2 separate regions of the Anas platyrhynchos genome follow, and region 2 is linked to region 1. The links are chromatin contacts, called in public Hi-C maps. All regions are on one chromosome and are shown on one strand. The core of a region is the stretch at or near the end of the contact, and the rest is flanking DNA. Distances in the headings are between cores, read along the strand shown. Region 1 holds the start of NSUN4 (NOP2/Sun RNA methyltransferase 4). Region 2 has its middle 28 kb from the start of TMEM275.

Region 1 (3,822 bases), core at 1,307-3,806:
GGAAAGGGGGAGCAGGGGAACGGCGGCCATGGTGGCCCCGGCATCGGGTCCCTGAGGGGAGCCCCGCGGTCAGAGCGCTCCCGGCGGCTGCGAGGAGCAGCGAGGAGAAAAGCGAGGGGCATGTTGTGAAGAGGGGATATGGCGGCTGCCATCTTGGGAGGGGAAGCGCTGAGAAGGGGCGGGGAGGACGCAGGGCGCTGCAGGGACGTTTCCGCTGCCGGGGCGGGCGGCGGTGACCGTGGGGAGTCCTTTGGGGCCGCCATGGGGCTGCACGGAGGTGCCGGGCGCGGAGGGGAGCCTGAGGTGAGCGGGGACGGGATGGGGATGGGGCAAAAAACGTCTCGGTGCCTGTTTGTGTCGCTAACGGCTGTGCTGTGCTCTGCCCGCAGGAGGAGGAGGAGGAGGAGCTGGTGGTAAGTCGGGGCTGAGGGCCGTGAGGGGCTCGGTGCGGGGCTCCCCGTGCTCAGCACAGTCCCTGTGTGTCCCCCCCCAGGACCCCCTGACCACCCTGCGGGAGCACTGCGAGCAGACGGAGAAGTGCGCCAAGGCGAGGGAGCGGCTGGAGCTGTGCGACGCCAGGGTGTCCTCCAGGTCCCAGACGGAGGAGCAGTGCACCGAGGAGCTCTTCGATTTCCTGCACGCCAGGGACCACTGCGTAAGTGCACAGCAGGCCGGCCCTCAGCCAGGCTCCTGAGCGTGAAAGTGTGATGCTGGGTAGCTCTCGAGTCACTCCAAAATCTCCAAAAAGCTGTGAATGTCGGTGCTTTTTCTTATTAAATGTTTCTTCTACTTGCTATAGCAGATCCAGCTTAAATTCTGTAGATTACTAAACAACAATGTCAAACAATGTTTTTGCCATGCAGGTGGCACTTTGCTATCTCAGTGTTGTATTTGCCTTTCCTAATTTAACCCCTTTTCATCTGAGGTGCAGCTTTGTAAGAAATCTCACTAGTTTTCTGGAATGACTTCTTGCAAGAGGGCCCAGAAAACCAAGAGATGGGCGGTAAAACCCTGCTGACTTCCAGCCCTTTTGAAGAGGAACCGTCAGTCACTGTGTGCTTTGTCTTCTCTTTCAGGTTGCTCACAAGCTCTTTACCAAGCTGAAGTGAACACTGGAGCGATTGTCCATCTGCTTCCATAATCTGACAGAAAGCTCTCGTCGGTTCATGGATTCACAGACTGCTTCCTGCCTGTTTATTGTCAATGTGAAGTAAAAGCAGAGCCGCTTTGTGGCAGTGACCAATTGCCAGCATGTCACTGCATCTGTTCTCATGGAAGATGTGCAGCTACAGAAAACCCATGCTGATGTTCTGTAATTTTCCATAATAAACATTCAAAGTTCCTGTGGAAATGCTCTTGGTTTATTTCTTAGTCTCTGGTTCTCACTTGTACTGGTACTGGGTTAAGATAAAATGAGTGGGGGTCAGAGCCCACCTGTGTGTCCATGGGGAGACTTTTCCTCACTTGTGGGAATGTCCTTGTGCAGCCTCAGTGACCGGTGGCTGCTGTGATCGGTAAGAATTTGTTGAAGCCACAAAGACATTTCTGAGCCCCACAAGACCGGTGTTGTTTACTTGGTAAGTTGTGACTAAACCAGTTTTTCCAAAAATGCTGCCTTCCAGAGGAAAAGCATGAAAGGTTGACTTTTTATAGGAAAGAAACATCATTTTTGTAACATTCTTGAACAGCTAAATAGAATTACTTAAAAATTTGAAGTCTTGTTTTTTTTTTTTTTTTTTTTTTTTTTTTTTTTACTTTTTTTTTTTAGACAGCTTTTTTTGTGATTTTTTTTTTTTTTTAGTGCTATTTAATCCCAAAGTTGATACCCGATTCTTACCCTTAGAAAGCTGTGAGGTGAAGCCACTTCTGTTTCATGAGAAACTTTGGGGATATCTGGCAGGTGTCCCCCAGAGGTTGCTAGCAGAGGTTGGAGAAGCCTCTGCTGTGGTCAGCTCTGTGTCTTGTCCCAGTACAACTGATCATGGGGCTGCAGACAGGCAGGGTGGTGGTTCCCCCTATTATTGAGTGCAGGAGCAGGGAATGATGCCTGAGTGGTGCATCGGTGACTTGGGCACTGCTGCACTGCGATGTGGCATCAGCGGTAAGCACCAGCCAGGGGCAGTGGGGTCGCGTTCATAAATTGCAGGATGTCCTGAGCTGGAAGGTACCTGCAAAGATCACTGAGTCCAACTCATAAAATCACGCTGTTTCCCTTCGGGGTAGGATATTTAGGAGCAGGGAAAGAACAGCAATGTTTAGCTGTGCAGCAAATGCTTCCGCAGCTCTCACAACATCACCTCCAAAATGCATCACCCCTTTTCTGACGGATCCCGAGCTCAGCCCCTAACGCACCCAAACAGAGCTTAACCCCAGCACCACCCCAACCCTAGCACAACTTTATTCCCTCTCCATTTTCCCAGTGGTGCAAGATTTGCTAACATGTGGCCGTCCCCCGGCTGCGGGGGGGGCTCCCCCATCCCATTGCCGCCCCCGTGCGGCTGCGGCCGCCTCCCGGGGCTCCGCCCGCCCGCTGCCGGTACCGGGCCCGCCCCGGAAGGTGCCCGTGGGTTGTGGGGGGGGTCTCGGGGCCATGGCTGTGGGGGGGCGGCCGCTACTGCCGCTGCTGCGATGGGGTTTGGGGGCCCCGGGGCTGGGCGCGGCGCCCCGGCGGCACCGCCACAAGGAGAAGTGGGTGAGGGCGCCGCCGCTCCCCGGGCACCGTGTAGTTTGGCTTTCCCCCCCCCTCAGCCCTCCCGCACCCCCTTTTATCCCTGCTGCACCCCTTTATCTTCCTTCCTCCCCACCCTTCTGCATGCTCGCCCTCTTCCCTGCAGCCCATCCCCTCCTTGCATGGCGGCGGAGAGACCACCGAGTGAAGCGCAGTGGCTGGAGGTCACCGTGATGTTGGGGATTTTGTCTCTTGGAGATTTTGTCTCTTCACACACACCCCAAAATTTTCTTCCCCAGGCTGCCACGGCGCCCCGCATCCCCGCCACGCGGCTGGCGCTGCACCACTTCGACACCAGCTACGGCCTGCAGCTGGGCGAGCGCTGGCCGGCCGTGCGCGCCGCGCTGCTGTGCGAGCAGAAGTATGGTGCCCTGCTCAACAGCTTCGCCTCTGCCGAACACGTCGCCCAGGAGCTGGAGCTGCACAACGCCACCGATTTCGTTTCCGAAGCTGCCAGGAAGGCGCAGAGTTTGCTGCAGGGCTCAGAAGTGGGAGCGGAGAAGGGGGAGAGCGTGTCCCCGGAGGGGCATGGTGGAGGCAGGACGGTGACACCGGCAGGGACATCGCCACCGCCTGCCCCCATCGGCTCCAACATCAAGTGCTACACCTTCCCCAGGGGGGACATCACGCGCTTTCGTCCTGCTTGGTGAGGTGGTTTTCCTGTTTTCTTTGCACTGATATCAACCAGATGTAGCACATGAGATACAACTAGCTAAAGAAGTTGCATTTTTGAAAAAAAAAAAACAGTTCTAGTTGGCTTTGAGAGGTGCCAGACTATCCCCAGCTAGGCCTTTAATAATATTTCATTGACCGTTCCTAGGACAAACCAGAGTTGCCATTGCCACTGTCGGGGTGTTAGCACCAGCTTCTTTTCTACGTGCCCCTCTTAACCTCCAGTTGTTTTGTTCCCTCACACGCTTGCTTTTCTGTAATGGTGGTTTCCAGGCCAGACTCTCTGGGGCTCCTCAGCTACTATCTGATGGACGCAGCATCCCTCCTGCCCGTTTTGGCCCTCAACGTGCAGCCAGATGACTTCGTCCTTGATCTCTGTGCAGCTCCAGGTGGCAAGACTCTGGCTCTGCTGCAGACTGGGG
Region 2 (3,943 bases), core at 944-3,443, 180 kb after region 1:
TCCTGAACTTTTCCAGGTTTTTAATTTTAGTTTAACTTCAGGAGTGGAGTTTTAGGCCCGGAATATCATATCTGGAGTGCCATCTACTGCGTTGTCCAGGGACTGCTCAGAAATCGTGTTAGTTTGGAGAAGTGCAGCTGTCAGGAGCACTTTGCCTTGAAATCCTGGTGGCTTTGTGCTGGTAGGGATGGGGGAAACACAAATGTGCACTCAGCAATACTGAAAAGAGTATGAATTGAGGTCGGTTTTAACTCATCCAATGTAGATGAGTTAAAGAGAAAAAAGGATTAAATATATATATATAAAAAATAAAATAAAATAAAAAAGGAAAACTGCTTTCTTATGCTTCTTGCATCCTGAAGTTAATATCAAAGTATCAGTGTGAAAAAAGAAAAAAGAAAAAAAAAAGTTATATTAGGAAAGCCTTTCAAAATACTGAAAGCTAAAATGACTCATTAGCTTTCCTTTCAACCTGAAGCTTTTTTATGATTACCAGATATAAAAATAAAATAATAAATAAAATAAAATAAAATAAAATAAAATAAAATAAAATAAAATAAAATAAAATAAAATAAAAAAGTCCAGGTTGTTCTTGTCCTTTGCAAATCTCTCTGGAGAGCAGCTCCCTTCAAAATTCCTCTGGCCAGGTATTTGGGCAGCCAACCTCTTTGGGGTCCAGCCCTGGATGATGCTCTGGGGCAGCAACTCTCAGGCTCATTACATTTGTAGACAGCAGAACCACATCACAAGAAATAGCCATTTACCATGGGGACGGGTGGGATCTACCCAAACAGAATATCCAGCAGATTTTACGGACCTGACCCACAGATGGATGGCTTTGCAGTCTTTCATCCCGCAGTCTGTACCTGCTCAGAGGACAAGCAATATTGGTGAGAAATTGTTCATATCAGGGCAGCGAGCTCCCTCTGCTGCCTAAATCTCTGCAAGAGGCAGGCGAAAACCAGCAGCCCTTTCAGCCCTTTTTTTGCTGCACTGTCTTGGGAAAAGAAAAAAAATATGTATTAAAATATATATATAAAATATATGTATATATATATGTGTATATATATATATGTATATATATATGTGTGTGTGTATATATATATATATATATATATATATAATGTGTTGGCTGGGTCTGGGGGTGTTGTAAAATGCAACCGTGGTAGGACTCGCCGCATCTCCTGAGGCTCAGCCCAGCCCTGGAAAAGTGCTCGCCAGGTTTCCAGCTGGATTTGGGTCACAGCACATTCCTCCACCTGCAGCCAAGCAAAATGTTTACCTTGGTTTGTGTTGTTGTGGCCAAATGTAATTAATTGCAGCAAAAGGCAGATTTCCTGTCTTCTGAATTATTTATTACAGTGAGATGCAGAGTGATTGCAAGGGTTTCTGTTGCTTTCTGGCTTCTGCTAAGGGATTGGTGTAATCCCGGTAAATTCATTAGCATTTATCAGCTCCCTGTTTGTGGCTATCTGGTTCCTTCCCCCTTTCTTGCCCTTCTCCTTCCATGGAGCAAAGATTTATCACTGAATTAAAGCTTGCCGATGAGCGAGGGAGGGAGGATAATTCTATTACTTGCCAGAGCGGTTGAGGGGAGAAATTGTGTGCAATAACCGTGGCTCAGAGCACAGGTTCCAGAAGTCCAAACCTGTGAGATGTCATGGGGAGAAAATAAAAAAGAAAAAAAAGAAAAGAAAAATAAAAGATCATACAGATGAGGAGGGAGACAGGAATCCTCACTGGCTGCCCATGACGAGGATGCTCAGCACCAAAGCCTCTGCACAGCCCTGTGCTGCGTTGTCCCCTCGGTTTGCAGCAGGGTGCTGAGGAGGAGGATGCTCCTGCCTGAAGGGAAGGCTGTGGTCTCACAGGTGCCTTCAGCCAGCCCAAGCCAATTGCCACCTTTTCCCCCATCTTGTCCTTTAACTGGACTGACAGCAGCAGCCAAATTCAAGCTGTGGACAACAATTTTGCTATGGAACTGAAGATAAGGCAAGCATCTCTACACCACGAGCCTAAACTGGCTTGTGCAACATCTATTTCCCCCCAGCATTGTGCAGTGCCAAAAATACACAGCCCAACCCATCTGTGAGTTCTTGGTGCAGAAAAATGAACGTGCATCTCCTTCTCTTTGCAGTTGTATTAATTGCTGGTGACACCTACCAGCCTCATCTGGTAGTGCAGAAAACGAGCACTGCCCCATTTCCTTGTGCTCTGCAAGGAGAGGTGTTTCTTACAAGCCCTGGGTTGCCCCACCAGCTCTGAGCCAGGGCTGAATTTATCTCTGGGGGTCCCTGTTGAGCCCAGGGTCCTTTCCACGACCTTAGCCATCACATCTCACTGCGCAGCAAAGCTCCCCAGCTGCTTTCCAGCATCTCTGCTCTTTTTCTGTGACATTTTGCATCCTGGATAGGGATTTTCGGCGGAGGCTCCTGCTTTTAGTCAAGAGTGGGGAAGGATTCAAGGGCCAAGGGAGGATGATGGGCAATGAATGAGCTCCAGGGCTGGTCTGTGAGCCTAGAAAGCCCCAGATGTCCCCAGATCGGCATTGCTGTTGACTGGTTTGCCTCCAGAAAGTTTCCTCCAGCAGCGTCTGGCTGCTGCATGAGGATTTTGAGGAACGTTCCCCACATGCGTCCTGCTATTAAGGCCACCCCTCACCCACAGGAACCAAAGCTTGGGATCTGCATCAGCCAGCCATCACCCAAACCACAGACCCTTTGCAAACCTCTCGCTTGGTGCACGGGTGTTTTTCTTCTTTTATTAGCCTCCTGTTGCTATGACACAGGATATTTCAGAGCAGGTGCTGGCCCATGCAAAATTCAAGAACAAAAATGCCAGCTTGGGCTCTCCCCCTGTGTTTGCAAATTGTCAAGGCACGGCCTTTATTCTGGAGGCTCTCCCCCTGCTCAGGGAGGTTGGCATAACAGCAGGACGCAATTTGGTTGTGCACCTTCACTGATTGCTGCTGAAAGGCTGAGGGTTATTTATTTATTTTTTTTCCCCAAGGTCTGCTCTTACAGCCTTGGGTATAAATTTCTTTCCATTTATTTGTCAAAGGCTCCGCTCTTGTGCTGTGTTTGGGCTGTCAGCGGTTGCCTTGAACATTTAGGTCAATCACAGATATTATTTCTGTCTCTGGTGCTGGCAGCTTCTTATCCTGGGCCTTCAGCTTTGTGTCTTGCCTATAAATAAAACACCATTCATTCTCAGCAGAGGGGGAAGAAACAGCAATGAGCCCAAAGTGCTGGTTTCCCAGGGAAGGGTGCTCATTTCAGATATCTCGACCCCTTAAAGAAGTATCAAACCCCACATTAAGCATCCCTGTTGCTTTAATAGGAACCTTGGAGAGAATTAGGGGGTTAAAAAACAGGCATTAGAGCTGCAGTGTGCACAAGTGTAGAGCGTGTATTTGCCGTGCATGTTTGGGCACTACATGGCAGGGGCTTGCACCTGGTGAATGAGGGAGGCAAAGCCGGAGCCTGAGGAGTGCAGAAACAACTGCATTTGCTCTGCTCCCTGCAGGTGCTGTTTAACACAAGGCTGATGTTCCCGAAGGCACTGAGCCCCCAGAAGTCTCACTAATCTAAAGACTTCAGGACCACGGTTCAGGTCAGTGAATGCCCTTACAGCTGGCAAATAGCAGTACCCTGGCCTGGTCTGCCTAAAGTCTGCTGAGACTTTTCCTCTGCAGCTAAGCATTTTGACAATAAACCAATAACAAAGATAACTTCTACATATAACTACTAAACTGGAGTGTTTACCAGTGGAAGCAAGGTTGCTCAGCTCAGGTATTTTAGAAGAAGCCTTGCTGTTTAGAGGCAATAAATAGATGGTAATAAATAGATGGTAATTTGGGGTCCCATCATTCTGCAGCCAGTTGTTCTCGGGGGGCCGATGGATGCAGATGCCTCCTCTGACAGCCTACACTTGCACTGGTAAG

Evidence for each region. A called contact is a pair of places that touch in the nucleus more often than the background predicts.
Region 2: a Hi-C map of F1 follicle shows a contact between it and region 1, with 2.2 times the contacts expected there. The contact joins the enhancer-like site here to the promoter of NSUN4 in region 1. A contact is called at or near these places in 2 of 8 Hi-C or Micro-C datasets (F1 follicle and subcutaneous adipose tissue).

Annotation. Positions count from the first base shown.
Region 1 is chr8:30,359,572-30,363,393 of IASCAAS_PekinDuck_T2T, forward strand. It overlaps NSUN4 (NOP2/Sun RNA methyltransferase 4), which reads left to right and starts at 2,557. Exons shown (of 6, transcript XM_027463273.3): 1 at 2,557-2,692; 2 at 2,968-3,374; 3 at 3,674-3,822. The coding sequence starts at 2,591. UQCRH (ubiquinol-cytochrome c reductase hinge protein) reads left to right here and starts at 124. Exons shown (of 6, transcript XM_005027362.6): 1 at 124-303; 2 at 390-413; 3 at 494-655; 4 at 1,077-1,106; 5 at 1,109-1,298; 6 at 1,301-1,351. The coding sequence starts at 139. The coding sequence ends at 1,326. LRRC41 (leucine rich repeat containing 41) reads right to left here and starts at 30. Exons shown (of 9, transcript XM_072041525.1): 1 at 1-30. The coding sequence starts at 30.
Region 2 is chr8:30,540,243-30,544,185 of IASCAAS_PekinDuck_T2T, forward strand. No RefSeq gene overlaps it. Among named protein-coding and RNA genes, the nearest start is that of TMEM275, 28 kb to the right of the region's middle. Within about 2 kb of position 2,194, at least 1 of the 8 cell types and tissues checked has an H3K27ac peak or open chromatin away from gene starts, as enhancers often do. A contact at or near this core is called in F1 follicle, where this site is marked.